2 separate regions of the Arachis hypogaea genome follow, and region 1 is linked to region 2. The links are chromatin contacts, called in public Hi-C maps. All regions are on one chromosome and are shown on one strand. The core of a region is the stretch at or near the end of the contact, and the rest is flanking DNA. Distances in the headings are between cores, read along the strand shown.

Region 1 (3,583 bases), core at 135-2,634, 120 kb before region 2:
AGCTGGCAGCGAATTCTGGATTGGGAGCTGGGTACGAAGCGGGAACCGTCTGCGCCGGGTAAAACCCGAACCTCGGGGAGCTCATGTTCTCCTCGAAGTTGGAGGGACGCGGCGTAGGCCCCCGCGAAGTGGACTGAGCGGAGTATAAGTCATTAGCACCAAAGTTAGAATGCCTCGGCGGGTGGTACCCCATCATGGAGTAAAAATCGGCGTGGTTGAAGTTGGACCCTCGCGGCGTCGGATTCCGGGAACTGCTAAGGCTGTAAATCTCAGCGCCGGTTAGGTTCGACGGACGCGGCGTCATCATGAACGATCTTCGCGACGCGTTAGACTTCCTCACAGTAACATGAAGCTTACCGTCATCACCAACCTCCGCATCGGTCTCAAGAAAATCTCTACCGTCGAGCGACACGACGTCGGAGTCGACCTTAAAGGACACAATAGAAGCCGCCGTTTCCGGAAACTGCTCCATAATAAGCAGCTTGGCTCCGCGGTACTCGAAGAGAAAGAGTAAGAGAGTGTACCATATGATACACTGGAGCACCACCACCTGAACCATGAGTTGGCCGGAGTAGTCGCCGTACATGGCGATGAGGAGTGGGATCCCCATGACAAGAGTGTTGGGCAATGTGGAGAGGGAGAAGATGGTGATCATCCACTCGAGGCTTCCGTTGGCGGTGAAGTTGGTCCATATGGCCAAGGCGAAGAGCATCATCACCTTCTGTAGCGTGTCGGCGGCGATGAACCGGAAGTTCATCTCGTAAGGGTTGTTGGAGGATATGAAGTGGAAAGAAAGCAGCGGCACGGCGAAGATCGCGACAAAACGGTTGATCCCGGAGCACTGGTCCGGCGAGAAAATCTTCCACCACCGGACGGAACCGTACGCGAGGATCATCGCCACGTACAGCGGAACCACCGCCGTTAAGACGCTGTATAGGTCCTTCCAGCTTATCATCTTTTCTTTCTTTTTGTCTTTCTTCTTTTTTTATTAGCTTTTGAGAGCGAGTTTGGTTAATGGTGGAATGGCATGAGCTTGGAAATTAGGGAGAGCCTGGAGGGTAAAATGGGAATAAAAATTGAAACAGAAAGAAAGAAATGAAGAAACCGTTAGATAACTAACTAGTAGTAAGTGGTTTAAGAGGGTTGGGGTTGGTTCAGTGCTCAGTGCTCTCTGCTGATTTTGCTGAAAGAATTTTAGAGAGAGAATGTGAAGTCTGAGACAGTGAATTTACAAAGATAAAGGTGTAGGTTGGGAAGAGTATATATAGGCAGTGACGCAGGTAGAGAGAGAAAGGGGGTAGTCATCACTCAAATTACACTCATACGTAGATAATAAGATGTAGAAGAAGATGTGGCCATATGTGTGCGTATAAAATAAAGCAATAAAGTCACGTATTTTTTAACGAAGAAATATTATATTTTATTTTCTGAATATTTATTTATATACTTTTTTATTGTTATACTAAAAATGATTGATAAGAAAGGAAACAGGAAAAAATTTATTTTTAATAATATACAAATAGATATAAAAAATATACAAAAATACGTATTATATAGAAATAAAAGATGGTAATTTATGATATTGTTTTGGAAATTAAAGTGAGTGATTATTGATGAGCATTGAGCAATATTGGGCTGGGTTTAGGGTGGGGGACCAATGAGAAGTTGAGTTAGGAAGTAACCGCCCGCTATAGTTAAGGGTAACCCAGGATGGGAGGTGCATAAAGCTAAATGTTGCATGCTAGCAATGGATCGTGTGGTGGGGAATAACGGAGTATTAAATCTGGTGTTGAAAACTTTTGAGTTCGATCTGTTATCGTGTTCATTTTTCGTACTTTTATTTTGAAAATAAAAAATTGTGAAACCAAGATTTTTTATTATTCTTTTGCTTCATCTTAAATATAAAAATCAATTAAACCCTCTATTTTTTCTCTTCTTGATTATTTATCTTTTCACCATTTAAATGAATCTCAATTGAAGGACAAAGTTTCTGATATAGAGAATTTTATATCAGATTTTTGGAATAGACTCAATGAATACATGTTGAAATTAGGCCTCACAATACAGCTCGTATTAATGGGTATCCCACTCGTCTCAATTTGATCTAGATAGATTTTACACAGAATGAGTTTCTATTCGGATTGAGGTAGGACAAGATTAAAATTTAGGTATATCTATTCCTATCCATCCTAATATATATATATATATATATATATATATAAACTCAGGTGCAGTCGACTTTACGTAAAGTTGATATTTGAGAGCCGTTAGATGATTTGAATGATTTGACTAAATTTTTATCTAACGACTCTCAGATATCAAGTTCATGTCAACTTCACTTAAATTTTCACCATATATATATATTAGTAGGAATGAGGCGAGTAACTAGCTGAGTGAATTAGGAATAGAATTTTATATCCATAAATAATAATGAGACAGAGTTTATATAGAATAAAATAGGGTAAACGGGAATAGGTTAATATGAAAATTCGTTTTTATCGATCTATTTCATTGTCATTCCTAGTTAAAGTACAAAAAATTACATAAAAAATGTTTGAAATAATATTTATTTATACATAATTATATAATGATTAATTTGATAGTTCAATTTTTTTTATGTATACCTAATATTTTATATATATGGACACACTATGTGAATTCTAGTATGCTTATCATCATGGTGACTACAATTGCTACATTTTGATAAGAGAAGTACTAGGTAACAATAACTCATCATCAATAATAAAAAAGAATATATTCTAAATAACACTCTCATCTAAAAGAGCTTGCTATCACATTTCACAATAGCCTGATATATTTTTTCTTTCATTATAATGATTTATTCAATTAATTATACCACATGTCAAATCTCAAAATTTGTGCTGTTATATCCAAAAATCCTCCATTTATATTCTTTTTTATTATATCTATAATTATCCAATTTTTTAAAATAGAAATCACAATTTTTAAAGCACAATTCACATAAAACATTCTAAAATATTAAAATCAAACATTATAAAATTTGATAATATATATTTATAATACAAATTCACCTACATTCAGTAGAAGATGAGATTGATTATATTCTTATTAAGAGACGTGATGTCATCAATATGGATGGCTATCGATGAAAAAAATTGTAATACGAAAAAAAAGTTAAATGAACTATGGTATAACACAAAATAAGATAAACAATTAATGACATTATTGGATAATAGAATAAGTTAAACAAATCATATTGATTTAAAAAAAAGAAGACATAAATGATTATGAGGATGAGTTGAAGAAGAACAACAGAAAAGAGAAGAAAAGAATATTATTTTTAACCTAATATCATTACATACAAACACATGATAAGTGATTTATTGCTAATATCATTACGTACTAACAAATGAAGATAGATTTATTGCTATACAATGATGAAGGTTTAGTTGAGTCCCTTAAAACGAAATAAATTAATATTAATGCTAATTAAAAAATATTATTTTATTAGTCTTTATTATAATTAATGTATAAGAAAATTAAATAATCAATTATAACCTAATGTGTGATAGGGCGGGTGGATATTGAAAGGAAAAATATA
Region 2 (3,895 bases), core at 1,330-3,829:
GTCCATAAATAGGCTTATATAGGAAACGGAAAGGTTTGAACAGAAAATTCAAGAACAAGGTACAAAACAAAACAAAAGGATAAGTCTAGTTAGATACGAAGTTAGAGAAACCTCATCAATCAATAATACATGTAACTTTATTTTTTTTAAAATGAAAAAAAAAATAGGGTTACTAATATGTGTTTGTCTCCAGATATAAATCTGAAATAAATGTAAAAAATGGAAAAGGGTCGGAGATGAAATGTGGCTATCACAGATTTAGTCACCTGATTAAAAGAAATTCTTGTACACTTTTATAATATATTTAACGTGTATCTAAACTTAAATGTATCTATATATATATAATAACTTTTTAATGTATTATAAGAGTTAAAAATTATAGTAAGTTATATTATTTAAGGTACAGAGTACATTTATAAACCTACTTAAATAGGTCGAGTGATTAATTTACCCGTCCGCTTAAATAAATATAAAAAATTTAAATCTTATTTTGTGTATACAATAATCTGTTAGTCAATAATAAATTTTTAAAATTTAAATCTATAATAAATTGATTTTGGCTAGTTGAATTGAGAATACTATTAAAAATATATAAAAAATAATACATTTATAATTATATCTCTATTCTCTAGAGATAGATTTACAAAAATATGATACGAAATACAATCCATAATTTCTCTTAGCAAATTTCTAACTACTTTGAGAAGAATGAATAAGTGAATGAGATTTTAATTACTATTCAAATTTTACGAAATTACATCATGTTTGGAGCCGTATCCAAATTTTTTAACCTAAAAACTATAGTAAGAATAAATAATACATTAATATTGTGATTTTTTTAATCCATTATTTAAATATTCTCAAATATTTTCAATTAATAGGACAGTTATATTCGAGGGTCAAAGAAAGCGTTGAGAGACATGTGAATGTGAGTGCAAAAAGAAAAGGGTTAAAGGTCTTTCATTCACAATACAATATACAATGCATGGTCCCCTACTATTAGGTTGAGTGGTTCAAAGTGGCACTCCTTTTTTTTTTTTTTCTTTTTTGAAGTAAGCAAGTACTGCATAGTAAGTAGAGTTAGGGCATGTGTGTAAATCAGCATGCGAGAACTATGTTAACCCCACCAATAATCACCTCGCAGCTACTTCACTCCAACATTGCCCCTTTACCTTCCACCCTTTTACAATGCAAATCCTAACTCTTTTTTTCATGATTGAAATTATAATGTTAATATATATATTGGTCTAGATTTTTGGATACTATTAATCTATTTTAGACTTCTGTTAAAAATTTAATTATTTATGTGTCATCTTTTTATTAATTTAAATTTTTAAAAGAAATGATATTATTATGATATAGTATTAAAACTTTTACGATCAAAAGATCTAAATTTTGAATCTTGTTATTTTTTTAAAAAAATAAAATAAAATAAAACAAATAAAAAGAGAAAATAGAACTTGTACAAAAAATTCTTATGTGAACCTTCTTTATACTCACATTTCGACAAGTTTTAAAAAAAAATGTGTTGAAAGACGAATTTTCTTTTAATGTACAAAACAATTTCATAAGTTTTATTGTTACATCTTAGATGACACTTTATAATAACCATAAAAAAATCTTTTTAGATAACAAATAATCTATGCAATATTTGAACATACTTATATATTTAATAAGATGTGAGGACTCATAAATAAGTGAATATATCTTAAATTCAATATATTAGATTTATTTTAATTATAAGGAGTAGTCGCATCATTCTCTCCTTTTTCCCAATAAACTCTAATACCTTCTTCTTGGTTGATATATCTTTTTGAGAAGGATAGGGCAGGGTGCAAAATTTCAGAGACCCACTTTATGATTAAGTACTAGTAATAATAAGTAAAGGGCTACTTTGCAAAAAGACTAATAATTATTTAAGAAACTAGGACCATATCTCATGGGAAGTGATTGTGGTATGAAAGGGTGGGACATTAATGTTGGGAAAGTCAGTCTTATCCAACGATGAATGTGGTAGGGTAAGGCAATGTTACTAGTTTTTTTGTGACTTTGGATCATTGTATATATATGCATCTTATTAGAACAATTTCCAATAATCCTTTCTCTAAAGATAATCCAACTCACAACATTCTGGTCTCTATTGCCAAATTCAATAAACAAAATATACACTCAATAATTGGAAAGCATGCATATGCAACATTAAGGTAATGTATAAGTTCGGTATGAAAAAGTGTTTTTGGATTATTGTTGAGTTTGCTCATAATTAATGTTGTTGTGTTAATAATTCAAATCTTCAAGTTCCTTAGGCATTTAGATGATATTATCAATATTACTAATCAAGTGGTAATTTTTCTTTCATGAAACTTTAATTAGTAGATTTGACCTCGAATAAAAGTACTATTACTATTTTGAATAAATTTTTTTTCAGAAAATTTTGGCTTAGTATTGCTAATTAATTGAAATTTTCATGCTTTGGGACCAGAAATTAGAAATCCCATGTTCTTTGTGGAATGTGCTGTGGACCGACGTGCCCATTAAGGAATGCTTCCATCGTTTATTGGGCTTATGCAAAAATTTTTTGGATCAAGAACAACAATATTGGTTGGTCCAGTTTTACTTGAGGTTACTGCCACAAAAGAATACAAATCATTACTCCTATGACAAAAAAAACAAATATTAATAAAAATATGAACCGATATGAACTAACAAAAAAGAAAACACTAACCACCGAAAATTTGTAAAGATTAAAATACGATATAAGATTACAAATACAATGAGTAGAAGTTTTAAATTTTTTATCTTAATAAATATATAATAAGTACAATAAAAAATTGAACTCTGTATATTTTTTATAAAAAAATTTTAATTTGATAATCTTAATATGTGTTAATAAAATGTTTTAGAATATATGTTAGTTAAATCTACTTTTTAATAATATAAAAAACAGTTTTTTTTTTAAATATTTAGAAAACTTTAATCAATACCCATAAAGTAGTAAGATTGTACTCATCACATTTATATTTAATAAAATTATACATTCTATCACAACTAATATAACTTTTATATTAAGAGGAGTATAATTCACTTATTAAGTGACTGTTGTTGTGCAATAACTTTTCTCGTAGAGTTATGTGGTGAAGTCAAGTGCAACTTTATTATTATAGATTTCTCAATTTTTCTTGATATTAAAAAAGTTTATTGCATGAATGTTTGTTATCGATTTTTCATGGCTGAGTTCAACGTTTGAGACTTTGAGTTCTTATGAAGTGATTGTGGTTTTTTCTTTTCTTCTTTAATTTAAAGATATGTGTATATATATTTTTTTATTTGGAGACAAGTAGACAACCTCTTCAAGGCCAACTGGGCATTAAATATGGGGTCCGTATCAAGTAATTAAGATTTGAATTATAGTTCGCCACACGTGCTGGACTAATTCTATGTAGGCTTCTCTATTTATTAAAGTTCTTAATAATATCAGCGGGTTTAAATTGATGGTTGATAACCAAGTTAAGTTGGCCTTCAACCAAGTGTTGAAGATTTGAATTTTATTTTGTGTATATATAGTAATAATTTATTGATTAATAATAAATTTATAAATGAAATTTAGGTCTAAGATAAATTTATTAAATATATTTAATTTTATCATTAAAAGGTGTTATATATTATTTTTTTATTATAATTAAAATTAATTTTTTTTAAAATTAAAGAATTTTATTATTTTTTTATTAATTTTACAATCAAAATATGCCACATGTCACTCCCTCATTATAATTAAAATTAAATTTTTTTCTTTAAAATTAAAGACTTCTTCCATCATCCATACTAATTTTACAACAAAAATGTGCCACATATCACTCCCTCGTTACAATTAAAATCAAATCTTTTCTTCCAAAAT

Evidence for each region. A called contact is a pair of places that touch in the nucleus more often than the background predicts.
Region 1: a Hi-C map of an unstated tissue shows a contact between it and region 2, with 6 times the contacts expected there. The contact joins the promoter of LOC112742013 here to the enhancer-like site in region 2. A contact is called at or near these places in 2 of 8 Hi-C or Micro-C datasets (leaf and an unstated tissue).

What each region holds. Positions count from the first base shown.
Region 1 is chr14:40,336,722-40,340,304 of arahy.Tifrunner.gnm2.J5K5, reverse strand. It overlaps LOC112742013 (auxin efflux carrier component 4), which reads right to left and starts at 1,384. Exons shown (of 6, transcript XM_025791223.3): 1 at 1-1,384. The coding sequence starts at 955.
Region 2 is chr14:40,215,460-40,219,354 of arahy.Tifrunner.gnm2.J5K5, reverse strand. No RefSeq gene overlaps it. Among protein-coding and RNA genes, the nearest start is that of LOC114925099, 22 kb to the right of the region's middle. Within about 2 kb of position 2,579, at least 3 of the 3 cell types and tissues checked have open chromatin away from gene starts, as enhancers often do.